Regions from separate parts of the Mus musculus genome. Here all the other regions are linked to region 1. The links are chromatin contacts, called in public ChIA-PET, HiChIP or PLAC-seq, Micro-C and promoter capture Hi-C maps. All regions are on one chromosome and are shown on one strand. The core of a region is the stretch at or near the end of the contact, and the rest is flanking DNA. Distances in the headings are between cores, read along the strand shown. Region 1 holds the start of Ern1 (endoplasmic reticulum (ER) to nucleus signalling 1). Region 2 holds the start of Kpna2 (karyopherin (importin) alpha 2). Region 3 holds the start of Kcnh6 (potassium voltage-gated channel, subfamily H (eag-related), member 6). Region 4 has its middle 37 kb from the start of Gm39424. Region 5 holds the start of Smurf2 (SMAD specific E3 ubiquitin protein ligase 2). Region 6 holds the start of Map3k3 (mitogen-activated protein kinase kinase kinase 3). Region 7 overlaps Strada (STE20-related kinase adaptor alpha).

Evidence for each region. Promoter capture Hi-C pulls out the DNA fragments that hold promoters and counts their contacts. A called contact is a pair of places that touch in the nucleus more often than the background predicts. ChIA-PET counts read pairs in DNA pulled down with a chosen protein or histone mark. HiChIP or PLAC-seq counts read pairs in DNA pulled down with a chosen protein or histone mark.
Region 2: an RNA polymerase II ChIA-PET map of effector CD8 T cells shows a contact between it and region 1, with 9 read pairs. The contact joins the promoter of Kpna2 here to the promoter of Ern1 in region 1. A contact is called at or near these places in 2 of 39 promoter capture datasets (cranial neural crest and hippocampal neurons), 1 of 115 datasets of contacts at active chromatin or transcription factors (effector CD8 T cells) and 1 of 9 other capture datasets (adipose tissue).
Region 3: a promoter capture Hi-C map of pre-B cells shows a contact between it and region 1, with 4 times the contacts expected there. The contact joins the promoter of Kcnh6 here to the promoter of Ern1 in region 1. A contact is called at or near these places in 1 of 39 promoter capture datasets (pre-B cells) and 1 of 484 Hi-C or Micro-C datasets (embryonic stem cells).
Region 4: a contact with region 1 is called in an RNA polymerase II ChIA-PET map of memory CD8 T cells, with 17 read pairs. The contact joins the enhancer-like site here to the promoter of Ern1 in region 1. A contact is called at or near these places in 3 of 115 datasets of contacts at active chromatin or transcription factors (effector CD8 T cells, memory CD8 T cells and pancreatic cancer cells) and 1 of 9 other capture datasets (embryonic stem cells).
Region 5: a Micro-C map of embryonic stem cells shows a contact between it and region 1, with 4 times the contacts expected there. The contact joins the promoter of Smurf2 here to the promoter of Ern1 in region 1. A contact is called at or near these places in 3 of 39 promoter capture datasets (cranial neural crest, embryonic stem cells and frontonasal cranial neural crest), 2 of 484 Hi-C or Micro-C datasets (both in embryonic stem cells) and 2 of 115 datasets of contacts at active chromatin or transcription factors (effector CD8 T cells and pancreatic cancer cells).
Region 6: a contact with region 1 is called in an RNA polymerase II ChIA-PET map of effector CD8 T cells, with 25 read pairs. The contact joins the promoter of Map3k3 here to the promoter of Ern1 in region 1. A contact is called at or near these places in 2 of 39 promoter capture datasets (cranial neural crest and pre-B cells), 2 of 484 Hi-C or Micro-C datasets (both in embryonic stem cells) and 3 of 115 datasets of contacts at active chromatin or transcription factors (effector CD8 T cells, extraembryonic endoderm stem cells and pro-B cells).
Region 7: a FOXA1 HiChIP or PLAC-seq map of pancreatic cancer cells shows a contact between it and region 1. The contact joins the enhancer-like site here to the promoter of Ern1 in region 1. A contact is called at or near these places in 3 of 39 promoter capture datasets (cranial neural crest, neural stem cells and stem cell-derived epiblast-like cells), 1 of 484 Hi-C or Micro-C datasets (embryonic stem cells) and 1 of 115 datasets of contacts at active chromatin or transcription factors (pancreatic cancer cells).

What each region holds. Positions count from the first base shown.
Region 1 is chr11:106,485,689-106,489,671 of GRCm38.p6, reverse strand. It overlaps Ern1 (endoplasmic reticulum (ER) to nucleus signalling 1), which reads left to right and starts at 1,876. Exons shown (of 22, transcript NM_023913.2): 1 at 1,876-2,055. The coding sequence starts at 1,996.
Region 2 is chr11:106,997,409-107,001,391 of GRCm38.p6, reverse strand. It overlaps Kpna2 (karyopherin (importin) alpha 2), which reads left to right and starts at 1,867. Exons shown (of 11, transcript NM_010655.3): 1 at 1,867-2,033. It overlaps Gm39424 (a long non-coding RNA gene), which reads right to left and starts at 1,923. Exons shown (of 3, transcript XR_880255.3): 1 at 1,843-1,923.
Region 3 is chr11:106,006,436-106,010,418 of GRCm38.p6, reverse strand. Kcnh6 (potassium voltage-gated channel, subfamily H (eag-related), member 6) reads right to left here and starts at 2,271. Exons shown (of 13, transcript NM_001037712.2): 1 at 2,141-2,271; 2 at 1,206-1,436. The coding sequence starts at 2,216. Ace3 (angiotensin I converting enzyme (peptidyl-dipeptidase A) 3) reads right to left here. Exons shown (of 15, transcript NM_001101453.3): 15 at 2,869-3,469. The region is part of intron 2 of Gm35971 (a long non-coding RNA gene); the gene reads left to right.
Region 4 is chr11:106,960,169-106,964,151 of GRCm38.p6, reverse strand. No RefSeq gene overlaps it. Among named protein-coding and RNA genes, the nearest start is that of Gm39424, 37 kb to the left of the region's middle. Within about 2 kb of position 2,336, at least 109 of the 459 cell types and tissues checked have an H3K27ac peak or open chromatin away from gene starts, as enhancers often do. A contact at or near this core is called in effector CD8 T cells and memory CD8 T cells, where this site is marked.
Region 5 is chr11:106,918,570-106,922,552 of GRCm38.p6, reverse strand. Smurf2 (SMAD specific E3 ubiquitin protein ligase 2) reads left to right here and starts at 1,838. Exons shown (of 19, transcript NM_025481.3): 1 at 1,838-2,372. The coding sequence starts at 2,321.
Region 6 is chr11:106,082,794-106,086,776 of GRCm38.p6, reverse strand. It overlaps Map3k3 (mitogen-activated protein kinase kinase kinase 3), which reads right to left and starts at 2,190. Exons shown (of 16, transcript NM_011947.4): 1 at 1,844-2,190. The coding sequence starts at 1,847.
Region 7 is chr11:106,177,582-106,181,564 of GRCm38.p6, reverse strand. Strada (STE20-related kinase adaptor alpha) reads left to right here. Exons shown (of 13, transcript NM_001252448.1): 4 at 582-610. Among named protein-coding and RNA genes, the nearest start is that of Strada, 14 kb to the left of the region's middle. Within about 2 kb of position 1,679, at least 71 of the 459 cell types and tissues checked have an H3K27ac peak or open chromatin away from gene starts, as enhancers often do. A contact at or near this core is called in pancreatic cancer cells, where this site is marked.

The sequences.
Region 1 (3,983 bases), core at 627-3,126:
ATTACTATGTGACTTGTGAGTATGAGTGGGGGTTTGCGTATGTTACAATATGTATGAGAGGTCAGAGGTCAACTTCCAGGAGCTTGCTTTCTCCTTTCACTAATAGGAGGACTGAAGTCAGGCTTGCACATCACACGTTGTTATCTGCTGAATGTGAGTCATGTCACTGGCTCCAGGCTCCAGGGTTTTTCATTTGAAAATCCAAGCATGTGGTCTCACAGGTCCCGTTGTCAGCTTGCATCATTGGCCAGCTCCATGGCTTCCGGGCGGGGGGGGGGGGGGGGGAGCATGCTCAGGAGTGTCGGAGCTTCTAGTCTTCCCCATTCTCTCTGCAAATCCCAAACTTATTTGCCTTGAGACTTGTGGGTAACACTTCAAATTGTGTCTGCTGCTTTCAAACTTGCCCAAAATTCCCTTCCCAAGCTGGTGCTGGCTTCTGCAGCATGGTGGGAGCTGTTCCAGGTTGTGGGGGTAGAGGCAGGAATAGGATTGGTCTTCCTAGGGACAGTTCTGTCTGTTACCATTGGATAGAGTTGACCCAAAGCACATACTGACTGGGCCCTTAGCCCAACACACCCCTAATCCCTACCTATCATATACTACCTCTTTGCGGTTTTTTCCCCCCCTAGGATAACCTTTTCTCTTCAAAAACCTGAAAATTCCAACGGGCTGTCAAAGGAGCAAGCCAGGGGAAACAGAGAATTTGCTCCGGTTCTCCCGTGGCCCCACATAATCTGGGTTGGCTTCAAACTCACTAGGTAGCCAAGGATTACTTAGAACTTCGGATCCTGTCTCCACCCCCAGGGTGCTGGGATTTCAGGTGTGAGGCAACACATCCAATATTGGGAGGGCTGGAGATGTAGCCCAGTACCTCTCTCGCAGACTATGCAAGTGCTGTACCAACAGAACTACACTCCCAGCAACTCCCTTTTTCTACTAGAATAATAAGCTACTTTTTCCTTGAGCACTGAATGTTTTGTCTTTCCTATTATAAACAAGTTCTCCCTCTTCCAACTCAGAGGAGGGCAGCTTGGGACCCAGTGACCAAACAACTTATTGGGCTCATTAGTTCTGATTAATAATCCACACCCTTAAATAGACCTTGGAGTCCTCAGCCCACCTCCAAAGAGTTGTGACACATGTCCTCTCAAGCTTCACCAGGCCACATCTACAAAGGTCACATAAACACATGTGACACGAGAGGCCCGCATGATTTCCTTATAATTTTTGGTGAATGAGTTGGCTGTTGTTCATCCCGAGAGGAACGGATGGCTGCTGGACATGACTTTCGGGGAATTCCTGAGGGGCAAGGCTAGGGAAGAAAGGGGCCTTCGGGCTGGATGAGGCACAGCTGGAGGACCCTCGTCAGTGAACTCTAAGGCTGCGTCTCAGGGTCGAATTTCCGCCAGCTGCTGAAACCCTTGCTCTGCTCTAGAGGTCGCTTAGACAACCCTTGTAAGTGGTGGCCGGCAGCAGGGAGACGGAGGGTTGTGGGCAAGCCTGGCGCCTCGGGTTCTTCATCGGGCGAGTGGGACTTCCTGTGGGGCAACATGTCATTTTCCCTTGGCTTGCGAACAAGCTTCTTCATTCAGAAGCACAGCGTCCACAAATACCCAAAGCCAAGAGTTGGTCTTCGGCTTCTAGCGCCCAGGATAGGAGGCAGCTAGAAGCTAGCACCGCGTTGGCCTCTAACCCCACCCTCCCACTCTTACCACGCCCACAAAACAACATAGGCTCCTCCCCATCCAGGCAGTGACTCCGCCTCTCACAGCCCCCGCCCCCGGGACCGCCCTAAAGCCCGCCCCGACCGGAAGAAGCCGGGACACAAGGCACTTATAGGGCTGGGAATGGGGGTGTCGCCGCCGCCCAGTCAGCTCCGTGTCCACCGATCCTCCGCCGGTGCCGCGCTGTCGTTGCGGCGCCCCCGTCCAGCCCTCTGTTCGCGCGGGCTCCAGAACCGGCCGGCGGGGCCCGGAGTCAGGGCCACGTCCTGCCATGCCGGCCCGGTGGCTGTTGCTCCTGCTGGCGCTGCTGCTACCGCCGCCCGGCCCCGGGGTGAGTAACCAGGGGAGTGCGGTGCGGGGACGGGCCGGCTCGCGGCCAGAGGAGAGTCGCGCGGTGGCGGGGGCTGGCGTCCGAGCCGGGCCGCAGCGGCGGGAGGCCCGGCGCCTGGGCTGAGGCAGCTGCGGGAGGCTTGGCGGTGGGAGCTGCGTCGGCCGGCCACACACTGGCGTCCGCCTCCGGAGGCGCCTCCGGGGCCAGCGCGGCCGAGGCAGACCGCGAGCGGCTCCACGGCCCGGGACGCGCGCGACTCGGAGCTGTCTCCCAAAGGCCGGGCCCTGGGCGCGCTGCCCACCTGCCCCGCGGTCTCCACAGGTGGGCGCCCGCACTGCCGCCGTGGCCGCGGATGGACACCCGAAGCCGGGGGAAGCGGGTGGTGGACTGGAGTTTTGAGTCTTTACTCGAAAGTTTTTTGTTTTGTTTTGTTTTTAAATGAGACTTTGGAAAGCGTTTGAAGCCGGGAATGGGCACGGCGTTTTTAGCCAGCCGCCGCTGGTTTCTGCCTACCTGACCCGAAGGTTTCTTTGTATTCGGAGGCAGGGGGCTTCCTACTAGTAATTTTGCTAGACAGTGAAGGTGTCATTAAACAAGTTAAGCTGTGGGCATTGGATCCTTTTAAAGACCCGGTGTGTGGGCCAGAGTTGTACTGCAAAACTTAAAGCTGTCTCACGTGCGGGGCCGTCAGAAACGTCTTCGCTTTTTTTTTTTTTTTTTTTGAGAAGAATATCGGTTTATATTTATTTAACTCTTTATCCACTCAGGATTTGAACACTTTGGCTAAAGAGGACATTTTGTAGGCGGACATGGCTATTTTCATCTTCTGGTTGGAAGAACTGGGGGCTTTAAAATTTTTTTAAAATGCACTTTTCAGGATGTGGGCATGGTACACTTGTGCTGGTTCTATTTAATGACCTCTTTGAAGGTACCGTGTTCCCTTTAATATGGCATATCATGTACCAGGTGTCCTGGTGGAAGACTGACATGTGTGGAGACCCGCGGGCCAGCCGCGGCCAACTCTTTGAACTCTTATGCCTTGTAGGTAAATAATTGTCTGTGCTCTCAGAATAACAAATTAGAATTTAGAGACTACTGAAGTATTAAAGAAGGTCTACTTTTTCAAATTCAAGTTGGTTTGTTTTTTTCCAAACGGAAATTTATATGCGTTTTCTTCATGGTAGACCCTAGGTGTTTTTTGTTTTTTTGTTTTTGTTTTGTTTTCTTCTTCTTCTCCTAATTAAAAAGAAAAGATGTACTTTTCACAACTAGGACCAGGTTTTGAACTTGGGCGCTTCACCTTGGGTTGATTGATTGCTGCCTGGTATCTGCTCACAGATAACGAGTATAAACAGAATGACTGGATGTTTCCCATGGAGCTCGAACGTTTCATAGTTTCCCAGCCGAGGTGGACCCGGTTTCCTTCTGAACAGCTTTGCATTTCTTCTGCTTTTGCTGGATTCTAGTGTTTTTGTCACTCAGCAGCATAGGAGAAGGAGCCAGCAACGATTTAGCTTTAGTTTTAGTTCATGTATTTTCAAGTCCTGCTTAGAAACGCAGACTTGTCAGAGTTCACATAAAAGATTCCAGGCCCTTAGCAAAGGTTGTTTTACTGTAACTTTTTTAGTCGAAAGGTTGGCTTTTACTTTTCAGAATTTTCTTCTAATAAAAGATTTCTTTAACTCCAAACATAGTAAGATAGGATTTTTAAGACCTGAAGTGGAAGTCAGAGCAGAATTCATACTTAGAGTAGACAGCAATGACGCTGGGCAAAGCACAGCAGCTGTTACATCAGATAGCCCAGTCTAACTGAGAACTTGCTAGCTGTATCCTCAGGCAAGTTATTTTTTTTTTTTAGGGACTCAGTTTCCTGATCTGTGAAATGGGGGCAGCTAGTGCGTGGGAGGGAAGGTACTTGCACATACGAG
Region 2 (3,983 bases), core at 618-3,117, 510 kb before region 1:
AGCTTGATAATGTCTTCTTGTGGAGCTGGAGAGATGGCTCAGTGGTTAAGAGCACTGACTGCTCTTCCAGAGGTCCTGAGTTCAATTCACAGCAACCACATGGTGGCTCACAACCATCTGTAATGGGATCAGATATACTATCAAATATTTAGGGCTAAAGAGATATCAAAAGGCCAAAAAAGCCGCTTTGGTGGCCCACTCCTTTAATAACACAAATGTCTTTAACACCAGCACTTGGGAGACAGAGGCTTTTGGATCTCTGAGTTCGAGGCCAGCCTGGTTTACAGAGGATGTTCTAGGACAGCCAGGGCTACACAGAGGAAACCATGTCATGAAAAGCAAAAACAAATTAGAGAAAAGGCTAAAATATGTGTGTGTGTGTACACTATATACATGTTACATATTTTAAAATGTGCCGAAATGTTAACATTTGGCAAGTCTAGGCAAAGGTTTGTGATTCTGTGTTCAGAATTACTCAAGTTTTAAAGTATTTGAAGGCAGGCAGTGGTGGCACACTGCCTTTAGTCCCAGCACTCTGAGGTCTGTGGAGTTCAGTCAGGTCTACAGAGACACAGAGAAACCCATTAAGTGTGTGTGTGTGTGTGTGTGTGTGTGTGTTTGGGGGAAGGGAGCAAAATAAAGAAATAAATAAAAAATTTTAAAGGTTTGGAGAAAATAGGTATTAATAAGTTATTGGTTTTTTGTTTTTGTTTTTCGAGACAGGGTTTCTCTGTGTAGCCCTGGCTGTCCAGGAACTTACTCTGTAGACCAGGCTGGCTTCGAACTCAGAGAACTCAGAAATCCGCCTGCCTCTGCCTCCCAAGTGCTGGGATTAAAGGTGTGCGCCACCACCACCGGGCTAATAAATTATTGTTACCATATTTGCTGCTTCCATTGTCCTTTTTCTTTTTCTTTTTTTTTTTTTTTTTTTGCTTCTGTCCTGGAACTCACTCTGTAGACCATGCTGGCCTCGAACTCAGAAATCCGCCTGCCTCTGCTTCCTGAATGCTGGGATTAAAGGTGTGCGCCACCACTGCCCGGCTTCCATTGTCTTTATTTTCCAAGTAATCTAAAAGTTTACCACACGGGACAAAGTGGGGCATGTCTGTAATCCCAGAACTGACGTTGAGGAAGGATTGCATTAGGTTCAAGGCTAGCCTGGGCTCTATTGTTAATGTGAGACCCTGCCTCAATCCCACTCCCCATGATAAAAATTAAATAACCAGTAAATAGCACAAACAATAATATAGCGATACAACTAATGATTGCCTAAAGATAAAATAATCAACAAATACTATAAACAATATAGTGATACAACTAATGGTTAAGAGGCACACAGATCCACGTTCTCCCGGTGACCAGCTCCTGATGTAAAATTTTTTTAAAGTAAATATATTTCTCTTTTCTTTTATTGATTGATTGACTGATTGGTTGATTGAGACAGGGTCTCACTATTTAGCCCTGGTTGGCCTGGCTGTATAAACCAGGTTTGCCTTGAACTCCTAGTGCTGGGATTAAAAGCCTGCGCCAATCACCGCAAGCTAAGCCTTTTTTTACAAGTGTAATAATAATTTCGTGTGTTTGTTTAAGGACAAGCCCAGGGAAAGCAAACAGGGTACGGCCCAGTGTCCATCTAAGCATAGACGAAACGCAGGTCTCCATGCTGTGTGCTGAGATCTGGAGTCACCCTTCTGCAAGGCACCCTGGGATTGCCCGGCCGCTCCCTCATCTCGCGACGCTTCCCTGCTTACCGCCCCACCCCCACCTTTTTTTTTTTTTTTCCCCTACGACCTGCGTCTGCGTCCCACCCCCACCCCCGCCTAACGTGTTTTTCAAACCTACCAATGAACGCGCAGCTTAGGCTCAAATCAGCCAATCGGAACGCGGCGTCACCGGGAAATTTAAATCGCGCCGGCCGGCAGCACGAGGCACAAAATCTGAGGGCTGAAGGGTAGCAGACGTTTCCACAGCCGCCGACCCGCAGCTTGAGTGTCCTGCACCACCTTTCGTGGAAATCTGAGCCGGCTGTACAGGTAGGAACGGAAGCCGGTCCTGAGCAGTAACGGCCGGACGGAAGGCTGCGGGGCGGAGGGCGGGAGCAGGCCGCGCCCGGGCCGGAGCTGAGCCTCCCTGCTCCGACCAGGCCTCGGGGCGGGTTGGTTTCGCCACGCCGGGGTCAGGGTTGGCAACGCCGGGCGCTGCGGAGGGCAGCGAAGGCCTGGGAGCGGCTCGGGTCGGCGTGGAGGGACCGGAGGGCAGCCGCAGTCGAGCGGACCTACCTGGCTGTGCCGCCGCTTTCCTGATGCTTCTGCCCCGGGGAGGAGACGCAGCTTTGGGCAGGGGATGAAGGTGGCAGTTAAGACACCCCAGTTAAGCCCTTGACCCGGATCACCTGGGTCAGGGTCGAGGACGGACATAAAGCAGTTAAACCTACTAGCTTACCAGGGTACTTTGGGTTCCTGTCCCTTCGCGACGACCACACCTGGGTTCTATCGAGCCCCACTGATCACAGCTGATGTCATCCCGGCTGAATGCATTCTCTGGAAGTGTGTGCAAGATGCGGCGTTAATGCCATTGCTGACAGCGATGATGTGATGGAAGGCCCTATAATGGAACGAACCGATTCTTTATGTAACTTGCAAGAGGGTACTAGTATGGATCCGTTTTGGCCATCGATCAACAGAAAACGAGAGCTGCGTTTATTGCCTTAAGGACGTAGATGGTTGCCAGGCATTGTTGGCGCACGCCTTTAATCCCAGCACTTGGGAGGCAGAGGCAGGCCGATTTGAGTTCGAGGACAGCCAGGGATACACACAGAAACCCTGTCTCGAAAAATAAAACAAACAAAGGACGTAGATTGTTCTCCTACTTGGTGTTCTATTAACTAATGGAGCCTAGAATTTAGATCCTTGACTTAATACCGTGCTGGCTAGAGGCTTAAGACTATTGAGTGTTTGAAAAGCCGCTAATCTGTTGAGATGCCCCGTGTGCTTAAACTACCCATTGGATTTTGAAGGTGTATAAAAACAGTAAGACATCTCAATTTTTCTGTATTGATGACATCCTCAAATGGTAATAGTTTAGCTATATTGGGTAAAAGTCTTAAAATTAATTTCCTTCCTTCCTTCCTTTCTTTTTGTTTTTTCGAGGCAGGGTTTCTCTGTGTAGCCCTGGCTGTCCTGGAACTCTGTGGACCAGGCTGGCCTCGAACTCAGAAATCCTCCCGCCTCCCAAGTGCTGGGACTAAAGGAGTGCGCCACCACTGCGGGGCTCACTGTGGTTAGTGGAAATTTTAAATTATCTTTTTTTAAAATTTTTTTTGATTGACAGTTAAGTTGCCTTTGTAGTAAGGGGCAATTATGGCTTAGTATTATAGCCATAATGATGAAAACTTGTAGGATTTTGTTTTGTTTTTATTTTATTTATATATTTTTGAGACAGGGTTTCCTGAGTAGTCCAGGCTGTCCTGTAATTCACTCTGTATACTAGACTGGCCACAAACTCAGATCCGTTTTACCTCTGCCTCCTGAGTGCTTGGAGTGCTTTGCCATCACTGCCAGGCTGTGTTGTGTCGTCATCTTTGTTTTTGTTTTTTTTTTTTTTTTTTTTGGTTTTTGTTTTTGGTTTTTCGAGACAGGGTTTCTCTGTATAGCCCTGGCTGTCCTGTCCTGGAACTCACTTTGTAGACCAGGCTGGCCTCGAACTCAGAAATCCACCTGCCTCTGCCTCCCAAGTGCTGGGATTAAAGGCGTGTGCCACCGTTGCTGCTTTTTAAATCTAGTATAGAAATGGAGTTGAGATTTAGTTGATTATAACATGCTATTGTATATTTCTGTTTGTTTCATCTTAAGATAGGGTTTCTCTATGTAGACCTAGCTGGCCTGGAACTCTCTACAGACCAGGCTGGCTTCAAACTGATAGAGATCTGGTTGTCTCTGCCTCCCAAGTGCTAGGATTAAAGGCGTGTATTACTCTACCCAGCT
Region 3 (3,983 bases), core at 1,022-3,521, 480 kb after region 1:
ATGCACATGCATGTACATACATGTGTACACACATATCCATGTATACACGCATGCATACACATGTGCATACACACACACATATGAACACACATATGCACGCAGTCATGTCCCGTGCACACACCAAGCCTCTGGAAGTTAGGTTCTTAGCACCCCTTGACTTCAATCTAGAGGTGCCTGCCCTGTTTGTACTCTCTGATGGTTCCCAGGGGACAACTTCTCTCTTCTGGGTGTTTCTTCCCCCAAATTCCTGCTTCCAAGCATGGAGAGAGTTGAGGTCCTTTCTTTCTTGGGATTACTCTGAACAAAAAACATCTCTGAGAGAGAGTTCCAGTTGCGCCCTGGCAATGGGATCTTGGAGAAGGGCCTTCCACACCCGTGAAATGGAGGGAGTTATCTAAGCCAATGGCTTTTAACATTGGCAGCAAATCAGAACCACTGGGGATTTTTTTTCCAGATACACCTGCCTGGCTTCACCCTGCACCTTCTGAGTCAGCCTCTCTCTAGGGAAGGTGTGTTTTGCAAAGCACGCCCCAGGTAATTCTGATGCAGAACCGGTTTGGGGGAGATGCTGGTGATTTCCAAGAGACTCGGTTTCTGACTATAGTTCCACACCCTCATCCACTGAGGGAGACTTGAAGGATGCTGAGCTTTTGGCCCCCAGCCCTTAGCTTATGTTTCTGTTGTGCTTTCCAAGGGCTCGGGCAGAACTTAAAAACACAAAGTCCATCTAGGTAAGCCACCTGGTGACAGCAAACCCAAGGCTACCTTCCCAAACCACTGGACCTAAGTGAGCCAGATTCACTCTTCCTTTCAGCCAGCAGCCCCCATGCACTGCCTAGCCAGAGAGACCTTGGGGGGCTGACTCCTCCCTTAATCCCCAGAGCAGATGAGGGAAGGTTAATTTCCATCCTTGACAGCTGGGGCTGGCAGTGACAGAGTAGGTAGCTGGGAGGTGGGGGAGGGAAAGTGGAGCAAGAGGCTGTTCTATACCAGTACCAATAGCTGGCTCAGCCCAATCTCAAGTCCCTTAGAAGACATAACATGCAATTCTCATTGCTTCTCTCTAATACTAAGGAAACCAAGGCCCAGAGTGGGGATAGAAGTGGTCCAGGCTCTTTGGCTCTTAGGTCAGACCCTTCCCCCAGGGCACTCCATGATAGACAAGAAAGGTAGCCTACAGGACCCTTGGCCCAACTGAGTCTCACCATCCTTGCGATAGTAGAGGATGTCCACCTTGCACTCTTCAGCCCCAAGCAGGGCCTGCGCCAGGCGGGACACAGCACTGCTCGGAGTGTTCGGGCCAGTGAGGAAGTCACAGGTACAGGGTCGCTGCATCACCTCCACACGGGAGTAGCCGAAGAGTTCGCAGAAGCCATCATTGCAGTAGATGATGGCACAGTTCTCCATCTGTGCATTGGCAATCAGGAACTTACGACCTGGGGTGGGAAGAAAAAGGTAGGAAGACCGTGGCAGCCAGGAGTGGGTAGTTGGGAGAGAAAGATTACAGGGACCGGTGGCAGCCAAGGAGGGGATTTATACACAGGAGCAGGCAGGGGCCAGAATGAGGGAGGTGGAGGACAGAGCAAGGGAGGGTGGAAGAACCAAGAGTCCTGGGGAAAGGTCATTCCTTCTGGGAGCACAGAGGGGCATGAAGGAGGCAGGGAGCAGAAAAGTAGGGGTGTGGGAACCAAGCTTGGGGGCTAGGGTCAGTAGAGTGGGAGGAAGACCCCAGAACTCCTGGAATAATAGTTGGGATCCAGACCAGAAAGCAGGACTGTGACCAGGGAGTCAGACCTGCTCTGTGGGTGAAAAGAAGGAAGTCAGGCAAACCTCTAGGAGAGGCATGAATGGTCTGGAGGGGTAAGTGGGCAGTGACTGAGAGGGCAGGCCAGGGTTTGTAACACCAAGAAAACTGCTGTGAGCAGGTAGAAGAGTGGCATTATGCCCAAGACACAGCACATATGGAGGAGGTGTTGGGGACATCAAAACGAAAGATTTTGTATTCAGAATCTACCCCCCCCCCCAGCCCCCAGCCCTGCCATTTCTTTTACCCCATCAGAAGTTAGTGAAGAGTTTGGCTGCTCCTGCCATCCAACCCGTACTGCAGAGAGTCCCCCACACCCCCAAACCTCACACTTACTCTGGCCCTCAAACTTGCGGATGATGGTGTCCAAGTAAGTGTTTTGGGGAGCAACGTGGCCCCTGCGGACTGGCATCTTTCTGTAACACCACTTGCTGGGAGTGACCGGTGCCCTGGCTTCTGGCGTCTCCGTCAGTCCTGGGGCTCAGCAGCGTCGGGCTGGGGTGGGCGCCGCCCCCGGGGAGGGCTATCGGGCCCCGCCCGTCCTCCAGCGTCTGCCCTCCCCGCCCTCTCTAGTCCTCCCGCTCCCACGGCTCAGCGCTCCTCCTCCTTCCACGAGGCTTGCGCCCGGGAGCTGTCCGCGTCGTGGTGCTGAAATAAGCCAAGGGACGTGACAGGCAGACGGGGTTGGGGTTGGGGTTGGGGGTCAGGACAAGAGCAAATTCTGATCCATAAGGGGCTCTGAATCCTAGAGAGAGGGGCAGGGGTCCTGAACCTGGGATACTCTGAAGAACTTCTGCTCATGTCCAAATAGACAGAGACCTCAGCATCTCTTTGGACCCCTTTTGATACTGAAGTAGTTTTCCAGGCAGAGGAGGGCAGAAGTTGTTAGGGGCTTCAGATAGTTTTTTGTTGAAGGCTGTCTTCAGGGATTTACCGCTGGGACTGACTGTGGCAATGGGGCACTTAGGCCCCTTGCCCACAAATGGCCGCCACCTATTAGCAAGTGACCACTGGTAAAAGTGTCTGTGTACTGATTAAAAATGAACACACTTAGAAAAAGCAAATTGGGGTGGGGTGAAGTTTATTGAAAAAAAGGGGGGTTTTCTGAGAGGAGAAAAGAAGGGCCACAGTTCATTAAGCACCTTGGTGGACTTGGAACTTTGCAGAGGGTCCCAAGACCAATTTTGAGCCACATTTTAGTAGCAAGCATTCAAAATGAAACATGCACCTTCGGAAAAGGCCCAAGGGTGGTGTCAATGCAGAGGGGCTGAACTGGCCAATGGAGGAGGTGAAAATGCAGGAGAAAAAAATGACAAGCAGCATCCAGTGCTAGTTTGAACATCCAGATTTAATTGATGGACAGCTACGTTTTTAAGAAGTCTGAGGTTCGGAAGGAAATTTGAAGGCCTTTGAAGCAAATATTCTGGCAGAAATATAAACTTTACAAAGTGGATGGGGGGGTGGAGGGGGTGGCCAAGGAGGCTCAGTGAGGTTTCCACTGAAGTCCAGGTGAGAGGCTTAGAGTCCTGGGCGGGATGTGTCCTTGCCACAATACCTGGTGGGGGACCTTGGCCACAGTGGTTGAGAGATGAGAGGGCTGCCAAGTGTGGTTTCCTGGGGGGGCAGAGATGTCTTGGCTGTCCCTGAATGTGGGGAGCAGGCTGGCTGTGGAAGAGAAGTGGGGACAGTATTTCCTATCCAGTCAGTAGCATGGGCTTACGCAGTAAGACATTCATTCATTTGCTTATTCATTCAAGCATTTTTCTGGTCTCCACATTACAAAGAGTAATCCCGACGCATGTTGAGCCTTATGGACCTAACATCTAGTAATGAGGACAAACAACGGCATTATAGCAATAAATACACCACGGGATAATTCAGAGGTATCAAACAATAGTGCTGTAGAATCTGATCCTGGAGTAGAAACTGTTTAGAACTAGGAAGAACATGGGGAAGAGATCTAGAGACCCGGGCAGAGAGAGGGGTCACGGAATCCCTTTCTGTTAGCCTGTCTCCTCAGCCTGTGACTTTAGTATTCAGATCTCTAAGAAAAGCTGGTCTCATGTTTGAGCTACCTGGTGCCTCTTCCCTGTGACTTCCGGTTATAACTTATTTCCCTTCAAGCCTTCCCTATTTCCTGTCAGGTACTGACTCCCAGGCTTCCCGGGAATCCTGGAGC
Region 4 (3,983 bases), core at 1,087-3,586, 470 kb before region 1:
GGAATTGAACCTGGGTCCTTTGGAAGATTAACCAGTGCTCATAACTACTGAGTCATCTCTCCAATAACTATTATTTTATGTTTATGGGTGTTTTTTAAAAAAAGGTTTATTTATTATTATATGTAAGTACACTGTAGCTGTCTTCAGACACACCAGAAGAGGGAGTCAGATCTTGTTACGGATGGTTGTGAGCCACCATGTGGTTGCTGGGATTTGAACTCTGGACCTTCGGAAGAACAGTCGGGTGCTCTTACCCACTGAGCCACCTCACCAGCCCCTTATTGGTGTTTTTGTCTGCTTATATATCTGTTGTGCACCATGTGAGTGCCTGATGCCCATTGAGGCCAGAGAGGTCGTCAGGTCCCCTGGAAGTGCAGCTATAGATGGTTATGAGCCGCCACGTGGATACTGCAAATTGAAACTTTAGTCCTGGTACTGGGAAGGCAGAGGCAGGTGGATGGATCTCTGTGAGTTCAAGACCAGCCTGGGGGTGGGGGTGAGGGTGGGGCTGGAGAGATGGCTCAGCAGTTAAGAGCATTGACTGCTCTTCCAAAGGTCCTGAGTTCAATTCCCAGCAACCACATGGAGTCTCACAACCATCTGTAATGGGGTCTGATGCCCTCTTCTGGTGTGTCTGAAGGCAGCTACAGTGTACTCATATTTAAAAAAAAAAAAAAAAAAAAAAGACCAGTCGGGTCTACAGAGTGAGTTCCAGGACAGCCAGGGCTACACAGAGAGATCCCTTCTCTGTTTTTGTTTTGTTTTGTTTTGTTTTGTTTTGTTTTGTTGTTGTTGTTGTTGTTGTTTTTGTTTTTGTTTTTGTTTTTGTTTTTGTTTTTCAAGACAGGGTTTCTCTGTGTAGCCCTGGCTGTCCTGGAACTCACTCTGTAGACCAGGCTGGCCTGGAACTCAGAAATCCACCTGCCTCTGCCTCCCGAGTGCTGAGATTAAAGGCGTGTGCCACCATGCCCGGCACTTGGTTTTTCAAGAAGGGATTTCTCGAGCCGGGTGCACAGATATACATACTGGCAAAGCACCCATACACATAAAATATAAATATAATAAAATTAGACTTGGAAAAACAAACACTGATAAGGACAACAAGAAAATCCTTTGTCGGGTGGATCTGGCTGCCCTGGGTTCTGGTCCTGATTTACAAGGACTAGCTAGAGTGGGCTGTGTGCTTCCTTCACTGAGGGAGGTGATGAGCGCACAGTTAGCACCGTAACTACGTCTTCTTTTTTTTTTTTTTTTTAAAGATTTATTTATTTATTTATTTATTATATATACGTAAATACACTGTAGCTGACTTCAGACACCACAGAAGAAGCATCAGATCTCATTAAGGATGGTTGTGAGCCACCATGTGGTTGCTGGGATTTGAACTCAGGACCTTCAGAAGAGCAGTCAGTGCTCTTAACCACTGAGCCATCTCTCCAGCCCCGTAACTACGTCTTCTAAAAGGCCCTAACCAGGCCTTGCAAACAGGAGCTGGCATGCCATCGCCCCCTGCTCCCATGCCCCTCTGCCCCCTGCCCCTCCATCCGCTATTTCTTACAGCCACTTCTTTACTTTCACTTTCTACTCTGCTCGCCCTTTAAGCATGAATTGTGTGACTTTAAGTGTTTTTAATACCCAGCTGCCTTTGGAAGGCTACCATGTTCCTTGGTACACCGTCTCTCCCTCCTCTTCTCCCAAATCCTTCTTTGGCCTCCAGCCGTCCTCACCTTTTCTCTCCTTTGGGGCCAGTGGCTGCAGAGACATCTCTATATGTCAGACTTCTGTGACCTGCCAGGCTAGCCCTTCAGTGCGCGCCCCCCCAGGCCCCCCCTTACCCTCTCTCTTTTCCAGGATAATAGAGCTGGCACCCTGGGCCACTAAGCTAGTCAGGGCTAACCAGACCCTTGATAAATGGGGTCCTCAAGGAAAGCCACCAACTCTTCTCAATGTTTCCCTTGGATCTTATCCTCAGGATTTGCAGTACACACTTAGTATTTCCTTGGGGAATGTATAGAAAAAAAGGGGAGGGGAAACAGGAAAGGAAGCAGGAATTCAAATACCACTTATCCCACGAGGGAGGGAGCAGAGACCCAAGCTACCAGCCTCTCTTTGAGCAGCTGGGAGCCAGGCTTCCTGGGGTGGGGAGCTCAGGCCTCAATTCTCAGGTCTAGTTCCTCAGGCTTGGGCTCCACCCTGGCTGCGAAGGCCCCAGACCACCTCGCCCCACCCTGAGAACTCGACCTCTAGTTCAGCCACATGAAGGTAACCAGCGTCTGGTGGCTTATGGGACAGACTTGTCAGGGACTTCCTGCCTTTGATGCATGCAATTCCCATGCTATGTGCGCTGGGCTGGGCCTCAGAAGACGAGAGGACCCTTAGACATCCTGAGTGTCTCGCTGCTGAGACTCTTGGGGTTTGTGGTTAGAGGCGCTGCTGTGAACACCGTGTTCTAGAGAATGTGCCCTCTGGGGCTGCAAAAAGCTGACAAAGTCAAGTTGACCAAGAAGGTCTGAAAGGCCCTTGAATTTGCTGCTTTTAGCAGAGATTGAGTGAAGGGCAATGGGCGTGGTGGGGGAGGGAGAAAGGAGGTTGCGCCATCGCAGAGAATTGACCACAGATAGACTCCTTCTGCTGGGCTCTTCTCTCCTTCACTCCAACTGTCTCAAAGGCCACAGGAAATTTCTCCAGCACTCACTGTTACTGAGGCCTGAGACATGACACTGCATTTGTGTGTTCTCACAGATGGAGGAGACACTGAGGGTCAATGAAGCTCAAGTGACTGTCCCAAGAATGCAGAGAGATAGCATTGGAACATGGCAGAGCGGACCCCATCTTCTTTGCCGTCCTGCAGGGCTTCAACAAAGCCTGGAGACATGGAGCAAAAATGGGAGAGAGAGAGAGAGAGAGAGAGAGAGAGAGAGAGAGAGAGAGAGAGAGAGGGAGAGAGAGAGAGAGAGGGAGAAAGAGAGAGGGAAAGGGAGACATTTTGTGGGTGTTCTCTCTTTCCTCCATGTGGGTTCTAGGGATGGGACTCACTCAGGTCTTCAGGCTTGGGGGCAAACACCTTTACCTGCTGAGCCATTTTGTTAGTCTGTCTCTCTTGAAATGACCTGGCTACAGTAGTGTTGGGCAGGTTTTTCCACCAGTAAACCAGTCTTTTCTGGGTTGTGTCCTCTGAATGGATGACACGACCCAGCGCCCACAGTGGAGCTGTGCCGAGTTCTGAGCTGAGGAAAGCACATTTGTGGAGATTGCTCAGAATTCTTTCACAAGGGAGCTTTGTCCTCGGCCTCCATTTCTTTATTTGTTCACTCTTGTTTAAATCTTTTGTAGGAACTGGGGGTCAGACCTCACACATGCTAAGCACCATTGAGCTACATCCCCAGGCCCTCAGTCTCTTATTTTCTTAAAAAATGTACATTTGGGAACTAGAGATGTCTCAGTGGTTAAGATGAGCTTGCAGAGGATCCAGGCTCAGTTCCCAGCAGCCCACATGGTGGCTCACAACCATCTATAACTTCAGTTCCAGGAACCCTAACATCCTCTTTGCAAAGCACCAGGTATGCAGGTGGCACATAGACATGTGTGTTTGGATAATCATCCATACATAGAAACCAGAAGTAAATCCATCTTTTAAATCCACGGTACGGTGGCATGAGCCTGTGAGTGCAGTTGCTGTGAGACGATACATAGATGTTGGATCCCCTGGAGCTGTAGTTACAGGTGATTGTGAACAGCCTGATGTGTGTGCTTGGAAATGGGCTCTGCAAGAGCAGATGTGCTCTGAGCGTCTGAGTTCTAGAGCCAAGTATGGGAAGCTGTCACTGGTGACTGATCCAGGTTGGCGGTGTCTTGGGCCCCTTGATGGCAGCTCCCACAGCAGTGGACTGAGCTCTGTGGCTTTTGTCTCTGCCAGCGTGGGTCATCAGCCATGGCTCTGCTCTGAGTGGCTGTCTTCTTTCCATAGGAGTCCTCTGAGGTTA
Region 5 (3,983 bases), core at 589-3,088, 430 kb before region 1:
TCTGCAAGAGCAACAAACCATCTCTTCAGCCCTGACTGAATGGTTTAAAAGCATTATTCTTAGGGAAGTCTAAACGGAATTGTCTGAACCTATGCCCATTTCCCTGAGCCGCCACATATGTGAAGGTATTGCTTAAAACTCACAACAGTCTTCCACCCTCCCACCCCCTGCTAGGCTTCCGACCATTTTCTGAAATCTTAACTTCCATTTCCCAATACAAAGCTACAAATTATGCTAGTGGGTGGTTGGGAACAAAGTGTGGGCCATAAGAACCAGGGAAAGGAAGAGTGCATACATCAGCCTGCTCAGTTTATTGTCTCAGCCTAGCGTTTGAAACAGTGATGTAGCAATTGTTCTATCGCCACAGTAACTTTTGTGGGAATTATTTCCTGAGCCTTCAGATCTTACATTGCACAAAGAAGTGTTTAAGGGCCCTGTTCATTGCTTTGTGAATAATAAGCACTTAGTATTTCTTGATTGAATTTTTAGAGCTGTCCCTTGTATTTTAAGTCTTACTGCTAGAACTTATGATTTTGGGATCACTTTAATCCGTAGGAGTGTTTTTAGACCGATGAAACGCTCTTGGATTTCACCTGGAGAATGAAGTGTCTTAACTGGTAGATTTTAAGTCACCATTTGCAATGTTTTAGGATTAAAATGTATTAGGCTTCAATGAACAGTTTAAACGGCATTAATGTTATAACAGCTTTAAAGCAAAGCTAACATGGATATAAATCCACACTCTTTTTTTTTTTTTTTTTTGGTTTTTTGAGACAGGGTTTCTCCGTGTAGCGCTGGCTGTCCTGGAACTCACTTTGTAGACCAGGCTGGCCTCGAACTCAGAAATCCACCTGCCTCTGCCTCCCAAGGCATGCGCCACCACTGCCCGGCACAAATCCACACTCTTATCCTTAGTTTGCATTATTACTCTTGCGTGCACATAAAACTTGTATTCTCCATTTAAACCCTGCATTACATATAAAGTCTGACATGTTACATGGCTACCACAATTGCCATTTAGATGGCTGCATAAAAATGTGTTGCAGTTGATGTAATACAATTCACTATTAGGCTGCACTCTCACCCCAACCTTGCAAAACAAAATCCCAAAACAACCTGCATTATTTATTTGTCCAGAATAAGTTCTTATTAGTTGTAAGTCACCGCGTCAGAGTTACAGTCCTATTCATTTTCTTTTTTCCTCCTGGGACAGCAAAATACAGTACTGCGTGAGCTTTCCACACTATATCCACCTATCTTGTTCACAGTCTTTGGCCGCATTTGTATTATCTCCCTATGCTTGTCCTGGGCAGGGTTGGGGGAAGAATCGAGCAGGTAGGTAACCGGATATGGAGCACCAGGTGAGCCTGTGGAGGTGGCAATTACAATACTCAGAGCTAAGCACTCCTGGGAATTTGCTGGAGCGTTCGATGTGGGAATAGCATCTTGGCGAATTAATTCTTCGGACTTGGGTCTAACTTTACTCTCGCCAGCCTCTCAGAGCGCGCAGTGGGAGTATTACTCGGGCATTCTGCCCTGTAGGGACACAGGCGATCTTTCAGTGAGCTAGCTGGTCAGTAGGCCCCTCTGGTGCCATCGAGCCGGCGCCGCCGGGCGGTGTAGTTCGGGGCCCAGTCTGGGCCGTGGCGCACGCGCTGCCCGCAGCTCGCGCGGAGCCAGGCCTTCCTCTGGCGCCCCAGGCGCAGGAGACCTCGCCCACAAGCCCGCCCCCTCGCCGGCCCCGCCCACCGCAACCCCGCCCCGCCCGCCGGCCCCGCCCCCGTCTCCTCCCCGCCCCCAGGAGCCGACGAGTGGCGGCGGCGGCGGCGGCGGCAGCGGCTGCGGCCCCAGGACCGGGTTCTCTCAGACAAGAGGGCGGGCGGAGGAGGAAGCGGCCGAGCACCCGCCCGCCTCAGCAGACTTCGCACCGTCCGCTCCCAGGCCTCGCGGCACCGAGAAGGGGAGACCGAGGCGGACCGCGAGGACAAGAGGCGGCGGGGGCGCGGGGCGGAGGCGGCGCGGCCGGCCGCGGCTGCCGCTTTGTTGTGTGGCCCGGGCCGAGGAAGCAGAAGTGGGAGGAGGGGGGAGCTCTGCGTCCCGCTCCCTCCGCGGCTCATGGCGACGGCGCTCGGCACATCCGGGACCCTCCGGCCCTGGCGGCCGCGGCGCGGGCTGTTCGGACCCCGGCCCCGGCCGCTGTGGTGACTCCTCTGCGCCTCGCCGTCGGCCCAGCCCAGCCCAGTCCGCCCGCCCGCCCGCCGGCCCGCCGGCCGCGAGCGCCGCCGCCGCCGCCGCCGCCACCTCCCCCGCCGCTGGGGACATGTCTAACCCCGGAGGCCGGAGGAACGGGCCCGTCAAGCTGCGCCTGACAGGTGAGCTGGGCGGGCGGCTGTGGCGCCTGTGGGCAAGCAGAGGGCCGGGGTCGCGGTCGGTGGTGGCGTTGGACGGGAATCCGGGCGTGGGAAGGCCTAGTTTAGGGAGTCATTGGAGAACCACTTAGCTGGGGTTGGGAAATTCTTCAGAACGCCCAGTGTGTGGCCCGTGGGTCTCCCGTGGAGGGCGGATTTGAGGTCCTGAAGTCTCGTTTCCTGGGGTCACAGGAGCAGCCCCTGGGCTCCTGCCCAGGTGGGGTCGGGAAAGGGATTACTGAATCCAGTTGCTGACTGCGCGCGGTAAACACTCCTTAAACATGGAGTGAGTGCTTAACGGGAGAGTGCTTGTGTTCCCGGGTTGTTAACTTGGACACCTACCTATGCCCGGCAGTGAAACCTTTACTCTCCAGTGCTGCCAACCTCTGTGGCCAGTGCCACACACCTTAAACGCACGTCTCTGGGAGGGAGGGACCGAGACTGTGGTTGGCTTTTCCGGCGTGTCTGCCTGATCCCACGACTCCCGGCTCATTGTACACTCTGTGTTTTGGAAGTTGTTTGATTGTAGGGTAGCATGTTTGGGGTTGTTCCTTGTAGGCCGCAGAACTAGTTGCTCATGTCTTAACTCCAGACCTGGTTTAGAATCCCTTGCTTTGCAATGTGTTTCTCAGTCTGGACGCATACGAACTTTTAAGCTAACTTTCACTAGTCCTCTCCACACTTCTCACCCTCTTTCTAAATGGAAAGGAATGCTCAGAGGGATTTGGGAAAGACTGTTTAATGTTCCCAGCTGCAGGGAGTTGTTAACATATTACAGGTATAATTTGCTTACGATGCCACTTCTGATATTCTTCCGTGGTCAACGTCCCCCTCCTTTTAAGGAAAAATTGCGTTTGGTTTAAAGCGTGTAATTGAAACTATTGTCCCTCTGCTAGCTAGTCACGTCATTCACAGCAAGTAAATTGTCCACATTTATATTCAGATGTGTGGTGAAGAAGACGGCATTTTGTAGTTGGTTCATATGCATTTGCGCCAGCGAAGGATAAGCTGTAATTATGTTTGCCCACACTAAACTTTGAGATTTCTGTGGGTGAACTTTGTAGTTGAATGTTTGTGTGTTAACCGGCAGTCCATCGGCTGTACTTTCTAGGTAGCTTGAAGTGAATTTGGTATTTGAGAACTTAGTTGGAATGTATGTTGGCTACAGAGTAAAATACTTTACTTTTGAGGCTGAAGAGATGGCACAGTAGTTAAATGTATCCTGTTCTCTAAGAGGACCTGAGTTCTAGTCGCAACACCCCAACCCAGGTCCTCGGCTCACTATCACCTGTAACTCTAGCTCCAGGGGATCTGATGCATCTGGCCTCCCACAAGCACCTGCACTTAGGTACACATACCACCTCTATCTCCAGTAATTAAAAAATATACATAGTATTGACCTGGAAGCCTTTTTTTCCCTAGGGAAAATTACAAGGTATTATTAACACTGGGTGGGGGGGGTGCTTTGATTTTCATCTTTATTGTGTTCATTTGGGCGGGGGGAAGTCAGCGGAATACAATTATAAAGGATCCTTGGTGCTCTAGTTTATATATTAATGTTCTTATTAGGCACGC
Region 6 (3,983 bases), core at 941-3,440, 400 kb after region 1:
TCCTCCCAGCAAGGCCTTTCCGAAAACATGTTCATACACTAGCTGAAAACATCTTCAAATTTGAAAACAGGCTCTCCTCTATTTTCATACTAGATAATGAGACGTTGCCGTCATTATTGGATACTCACACACTGGTTTTACAACCAAAGTGTTCCATGTGAGGTCTGTATATCCTCAAGGGTCTCATACTCCCGTTTGCGACTTAAGGCTCACACACCGGGCAAGAAGGAAAGCGTATAAGACTATTACAATACAGGTCCATAATTCAAAGATCTAGCTTAAAGTCTGTAGCAGTAGGTAAATGTGGGGAAACAGGGAAGGATAAAAAGAATTCTGTTCCCCAATAATATATAAGGAAATATGTGCCCCATATAATAAGCATTCCATAAACATTTATTGGAATATATTGTATTAGACATGTGAATAAATAAATGTTGAAATGTAAATCCTTACTAGTTTCCTTTGGTGTCTCTCAGATGAGAGTTCTATAGAAAAAAAAATCTGAAATATAGCATGGAAAGGGAATAGAAAACCCAGCAAATGAACAAATCCTTCCCATACTGTATGAGGGGCAGTCTGATAAAGAACAAAGCAATTAACTTAAAGCCAGAGTAAGGAGTTCCACCACAATCGAGTATCTGGCCAATTTGCTACTGCACCCACAAAACCTCCTACAAAAATGACTTGACCTTGCTTTAGGGCAAAACAAACATTAGCATTTCATCTTATGGAGCACTCACACAAGCAATGAATACTTCTGCAAAGGAGACTTTCACTAAATTTCACCCCTTTCTGACTTAGAATAATACTAAATATTTTTGCAAAACCTGATTGAGACCAGGAAAATGAGCATCACAATACCTGCCCCAACTGGGGAAGCAAAATATATTTAAAATGTCACACATTCCTTAGCTAAGTCCAAGACTTTTTGATAAAGAACCAAAATTATGCAAAATATATATAAAACAGCTCAAATATTTTGTAGAAGGCATTAAAAAAACTTTTCTTAGATTACATCTTCACAGGAGAATTACAAATACTGACAAAAAGGAAATGATTTCATAGTGATCCTTTTATGTACCGAATGCCTCTTTCAAAAAGTTACATAGTTGCAGGGGTAGCGCAGGATAAATATAAAAGCCGGGTTTTTCCAAAAGTAGGGTTTGAGTTATAACCCTCAGCGCTCAAGGATTCTTAACTTCCAGTAATCTGCGAGGAGCGCAGCTCGCATTTCTCAAGCCTGCTATTGCTAACAGGGATCCGCGTCGAATAGCGTCGCAGTGGATGCCCCGCATACCCTCCCCCCGCGTCCCCCTCCCCCGCGCAGGAGAGCGCACAGAGCTCCAGAGCAAAGCCCCGGGAACTCACAGGCCAGCCTGTGTGAGCAAAGGGAAGGAAATGACACAGGCAGGAAAAAAAAAAAAAAAAAAAAGCAAATCAAGGAAAAGACACAACAGCAGCTGGGCCTGCACCAGGCTCCAGCCCCGGCCCCACACTGAGCTCCGGCTCCCCCACCCTCAAGCTCGCGCGCCAGCTCGCTGGGGACCGCAGTGGGCCGCCCGACGGGCCTCGGTCCCGCAGACCCCTCCCCGGGATACGCCGGCCGCATGCCCGGAAAGAGAGTTGCCGAGTGGGTTTGGCCGGTAGGGCACCCCCGGAGGTAGCCAGAACGGCGCCCCGATCGAGGCACCGCGGAGAGGCGAGCGGTCCGCGATCCTCAGCCCCGGGCCCGGCGAACTGTCCATGCCTTGTCAGGCGGCGGCCCAGGGTCCTCCTCCCCTCAGCCTGGGGCGGGGCGTCGCGAAGCAGCGCGGGCACAGGCCGGGGCGGTGGCGGTACTCACCCATGGTGGCGATGGCGGAGGCGGCGGTGGCGACTACAGCCCAGAAGTGTCACCTCCGCAGCCGGGGCTGCATGCCGGGGGAGCGGGCGGCGGGGACGGCAGCGGGCCTGGCTCCGCGCGGGGGCCGTGGGCTGCGCTCGGGGCCCCCGCCGCCTCCCCAGGCTCCGGCTCCGGCCGCGGCCGGGCGCTGTGGCATGAGCAGGTTGGCCCGCTACATCCCCGGCGCTCCCAGGCTCGGCCCAACCCGGCCTCGGCGGCGCCACTCGACCGGGCCGCCTGCGAGTCCTGAAGTCCAGAAGACGCTCCGACCGGCCACTGTTCTCCACCTCAGGAACGCTCCGAAAAACAAACCGCTGGGCGCGCAGCAAGCCTTGCAGCCTGTCACTCATGCCAGCATCTGCCAATCGCATGCAGCCGCTGGGCCTTGGCACTACCCCCACTCTCATTACCAGCCAATAACCAGGAGGAAGTCAGATACTCCCGCCTCCTCCTCCCCGCTCTCTCCCAACGCCCTCACTCTCATCCGCCAGCTAATCACGACGGACCAATCCCGCCTACTCTCACAGGATGCCAATGGGCGAAGTCAAGGCGATTTCCGAGGGCTGGCTAGAGCCTGCCAATCACTGAGACAGCGCCCGTCCTCTCGCGCCTAGCCAATCACGGAGAGAGCGCTGAGTACCCGCCGCGGAGTGTCGCTAGCTGGCGCTCTCAGCCTCTCTGGCCAAGGTGTGGGCTGCTCCAATCACTGCTCCGGCTTGAGGCTCCGCCCACAACCCTCTGCTCAGTTGCGGAACCCTCGGCGGGCGCGCGGGCTGGCGCCGTTCCCCTCGGCGGCTACCCCGGCCTGGCGCCTTGCAAAGTCGTCTTCTGTAGAGGCCCTCAGAAAAAGAAAACCTTCGGCCCTATGGTTGTCGGTTGTTGGCGACCTCGAGGTGCTGAGGTGTCCGGCCCCTGCTGGGGCAAAGTGTCTGGCGCGGATTGGGCAGGGAAGGTTTGGCTCGATGCTTTCAGGCTACTTGAGCTGCGCGATACCCTGAGTAGCCTCGGCTTACAGGCAGGGGGATGGTCTTGTTACTTCTCTCATCCCCCTGGGTCTCAGACCTCCGAGGCCACACCTGATACTCCGTCTTCAAAGGCTAGGCTAGTGCTGGAATGTGGGTCCCCACATTCTGAGTTCTGCTAGAGTTGCTTTTGGACAAGTTTTGCTCTTAGAATTATAAAAGCGAGACACGTTTTTAAAAGAAAACTTAAAAGTGCAGGAAAACAGAAAGAAAAGCCCTACCCTGAAGATAGTTTTATCTATTTCCTACCTAGATATGCAACGTTAGACAAAAAATAACTTCATATTGTTTTCTGGTGTGCTTACACTTTTGTGCTTCCTGTGCCACTAAATATTGTCTCAAAACAATTGTACTGGCTGTGTGATCTTTCAAAAGAGCATTGTGATTAACTTTTTCAACCTCCATTGTTTCAATAATTCATACACCCAGTCTTAAGATTCCAACTCTACCACAGTTAGTGTGGCTTCCCTTTCTCTGGAGACAGTTCCAATGACATATTTCAGATTCCAGAAAAATCTGATGCCATTTTCAGTTGTCATTTAGAAACACTTACCTTAGGAGGTGGCTTTGGAGTATCAGATCTCTTAAGGAGTGTCTTACGCAATTCTTTTTCTTCATCCCCACTCTCAACCCATACTATTAACTTTATTGTCCTCTCTCTCTCTCTCTCTCTCTCTCTCTCTCTCTCTCTCTCTCTCTCGTGTGTGTGTGTGTGTGTGTGTGTGTGTGTGTGTGTGTACGAGGTGTTTGTTGTTTGAGACAGAGTCTCTAACCTAGACTGTCCTGGAACTTTTTTTTTTGTTTTTTTGTTTTTTTGTTTTCCGAGACAGGGTTTCTCTGTAGTCCTGGAACTTCTTTGTAGTCTGGTCTGAAACTCACAGATCTATCTGCCTCTACCCCCTGAGTACTGGGATTAAAATTAAAGGCCTGTGCCACTGTATCTAACTCGTTTTTCTTCAAACTCTCAAGTCTCATATTCTCACTTGATTAAGTCCCTAATTTATGCCGGGTAATGATGGTGAACGCCTTTAATCCCAGCACTTGGAAGGTAGAGGCAGAGGCAGGCAGATTTCAGAGTT
Region 7 (3,983 bases), core at 430-2,929, 310 kb after region 1:
GGCTGCAGCAGGAGGATTGCTACAAGTTCCACGCCAGTTTGAGTTATATGCCAAGGTACTGTCTCAAACAAAGGAACAAAGACCAGTGAGAGGCTCAGGGAGCCAGGGTGCTTGCTGTCAAGCCTGGAACCCCATGGACGGGGAGCAGCATCCTTCCCACGGGCTGTCCTTGTCTCCACACACAAGTGCTAAAAGTTTTAAAAGAAATTTCCAGAATAAACAAATCAAGGGACATAGTAGAGTAGTTAATTGCCCAGCCTGAGCAAGGTCCTAAAGAACAAGGGGAAGGGGAAAAGTGGGGTTTTGGTTCACAAGGTATAAGGCTCAGAAGCCAGCAAATCCCAACAATGGACTATGCCGATGGTGAGTACGTGTGCTCAGGGCTGTACTGTGGAGTAGGTCAATGTTCACGTCCGTGAGGCTGCATCAGTCTCACTGCGGTCTATGTATGTGTATAGTACTGTAATGACATACGTGGTTTCTATTATTAACTGTAGTCCTAAGTGTGATCATTGCTATTCTGAGTGTGGGTATGTCTTCCGCTAACAACAAAATGCCAACAATCGATTTCTCTACCCCAGAGCAGCCTCCGGGTGACACTCGGAGAAAAGTAAGTGGCTTTCTGGGCTCTGGCTGTGGCTGCTGCATGCCTGTGAGAGATGCCTGTGCTCTGCCGGCCCGCGTGCTATGCTTCTGCTCTTCTGTTCTCGCAGCTTGAATTGAAGTACAATGTTGTTTTTTGTTTTTTTTTTTTTCCTTATTTTACTTGTGATGCTTCAGGTTTCACCCTGGAAAAAGTTTATTGTGTATTTTAAAGAGCAGAAAAGTCTCATCTGGGGACTAAAGTCTTCACCCCTTCCCCACCCCGCCCTTGCACTTTAAGTTCATCAGTTTGAATTTTCAGTCTCAGTGGCACTTCCTCATCAGTAGACATCAGCAGCAAGTTTCAGTCCCTGCAGAAAACACAAATCTCTCTCTGGCTCATTAGGCAGGACCTCAGGTCTCCTAGTGTAAAAACAAAACCAAAATTCGAAAGTGCAAAAGAGACTAGGTATACCACACCTGTCACCCTACCTCTCACAGCTGAGGCTGAGGTGTAGCTCAGGAGCTAGTGCATGACAAATATGCATAAGGCCCTGAGAGCCACCCTCCATTCAGGACAGAAGGCAACAGACAGACACAGCCAGGCCTGACGGCACATGGCTGCAGTCCCATCACTTGTGAGGTTGAGGCAAGAGAATGGCATGTTCAGAGCCATCGTGAGGTATATGGCAAGCCTGCCTTCAAAAGACAAGCCACAGGGTCATGAGACGGCTCAGCAGGAAAGGCATAGGTTGTAGAAGCCTGGGCACCAGACTGAGGAGCCAGCCTGAGTGAGCCCTGGGTGGAAGGAGAGGACTGACCCCCCAGAGTTATCCTCTGACCTCCACACACATACATTCCTGCTCACGTACACACACAATTGAAAAAAACAAAAAATGTTCAACTCAATCTTTCTTCCTCCCTGCAAACCCATACAAAACAGGGATTCTTTTAAACTGGCACAAGCTGCAAGGTTTGTGTGTCTTCCTCCACTTGAGCTTTGTTTTCCCAAGTAAATAACACCATATGTGTACACAGCTATTGTGGGAAACATGAGTCATTGGCTAGAGAGAGAGGAGGGGAGAGAGAGAGAGATGGGGAGAGGGAGGAAGAGAGGGAGGGAGAGCAAGCGTATGAGCACACAGTGGCTGGGCATAGCGGCACACGCCTGTGGTCCCAGCACTCAGGAGACTGAGGCTGAAGGATTACCAGTTTGAAGCCAACCAGGGTTGTTAAACATTGAACCCTTAGAGGTAGGGAAGGAGGAAGGGATCTGGGAGAGATAAGAACAGAACACTTGGCGGACCCCTTTCTGTGGGTTGTTTTGTAGGCAGCACAAGGCTGAGTCAAGGATAACGATGCTCACGTTAGTTTTGTCTGAGCGTGCACTGTCAAGAGCACCTGTCTGTCAAACCCATGTGTTTTCATTCAGGAAACAAACAAACAAAATAATTTTTAAGAGAGAGAGAGAGAGAAAATGCTAATTATATAATTTTCATATGCTCTTAGCTGCTGATGTTCTAGCAAAAACTGTCCTTGGTGAAATCTGTGGCCAGTTGAATGCGTTCATTTGGTAGTGTTTCATAAATATTATAGTCTTTATATATGCTTTTTTGGATTTTATTTTAAACAGTGCTACTGTTTTATGGTCATTTCTAAGTATCAATGGCTTTTTTTTTTAATGTTTTTAAAATGTTTCAAGAAAGTAAAATGCTTTTAATGTTACAGAGACCTAAAGAAGAAAGGAACAGAATTAATTAGCCTTTTCTTGAGCAATTTGAAATTCCAGATTACACTGGTCTAATTATGCTGTGCTGTGTTTAAGAAGAATAAGCTAATAAAAAAAAATTCATCCCTTTGCTCTGAACATTGACTTTAAAAATCTGGACGATTCGTGAGCTAGCCCTGTTCTGATAAAGCACAGGTTTAATTCAGTGACTCTGGCTTTCCGCAACCACAGCTAGACCTCTGTCATCTGCTCTGCTCTCAGCAATATCGTCCATGTTCCCACAACAGTTGACAGCATTTCCAGCCTAGACTCCAAAGTCCTTCACAATCTCCCACCAAAACATGGTTATGTCTGTCACAGCAGTCCCTATGACCCTGATACCACTTTCTTAGTTTGCTTTTTATTACTGTGGTAAACACCATGACTGAAAGCAACTTGGGGAGGAAAGGGCTTATTTAGCTTGCGTATCCTGAGTCACAACAGTCCACTGCAGGAGTCAAGGCAGGAAGTTAATGGTAGGAGCCTGGAGGCAGGAGCTGAAGCCGATGCCATGCACAAGTGCTCCTTATTGGCTTCCTCAGGCCTCTTGTAGTAGCCTGATAGCCCATGGGTGGTGCTACCCACAGTGGGCTGGGCTCTCCCACATCACTCACTAATCAGGAAAACACTCTACAGACGTGTCTACCAGCAATCTAATGGAGGTGTTTCCTCAGTTGAGGTTCCTCCAGATAACTCTAGCTGGGTCAAGTTGACAGAAAACCTATCAGGACACCCCATCTCTTTTGTCAGTAGCAGACCAGGCATTTCAGAAATCCTCCTGCATTTTAAATCCATCTGTGGAAACCAGATGCACAATTTATTTCAAGTCTCTGTTTAGAAATGAAGCTGTGCAGGTAGGTAATCTAAAGGGAAAGTGTCACTAGCAACCACAAACATGACTAATCTTAGTTACCCAAAGAACATTAAAGTATTTCTGTGCTTGTTACAAAACCTTTCCCTGTCTCTGTGTGCTGGCTCTGACTGTAGACTAGCCAGAGGGGAAGGCTTGCTTTGGGAATGTGTGTGGTGAGGAAGAAAGCCGGCAGCCGGGTAGAATCTGCTGTGGCCTCTAGGCTAGCTCCTCTCCTGCAGTTCCACATTTTCCAGTTCCAAAAGAAAAAAAGAAAAACTGGTTACTAAAGGTTACTTTTTCCGGTCATTTTCTGTGCAACTAGATTGGAAGGATTTGGCAAAGTTCCTAAGAAATTCATTGAGCCTTTTCCTACCTGTGCTCTACAAGAAATGCATAGTTGGAGCTTAGTGGGTGGTGTGTCTCATATGCCTCCCTGCCAAGAAGTGGGACACAGGTAATAAAGGACCTTTCCAAAGAGAGTTGTTTAAAACATATAAAAAATGTAAAAGCGCCTATAGTAAACACTTTACTCTGAGGATTCAATTGTTCTTCCTAATACTTTTTTTCCAAACAAGAGGAGGTTTAAGAAGTTTGGAGATCCAGAGAAAGCTTTAAACACAAACAGCTACTTCTCATGAGGTTGTATGTTACTCGATTTCAAAACAACAAAACAAAACAAAAACAAAAACAAAGTAATGCTTTCTTGCTGGAAGGTTTAGGCTCTGGGAAGGTGCTTCAGGACCCATGTCACCATCACTTTGAGCCCTCTTTCCAGAGGGA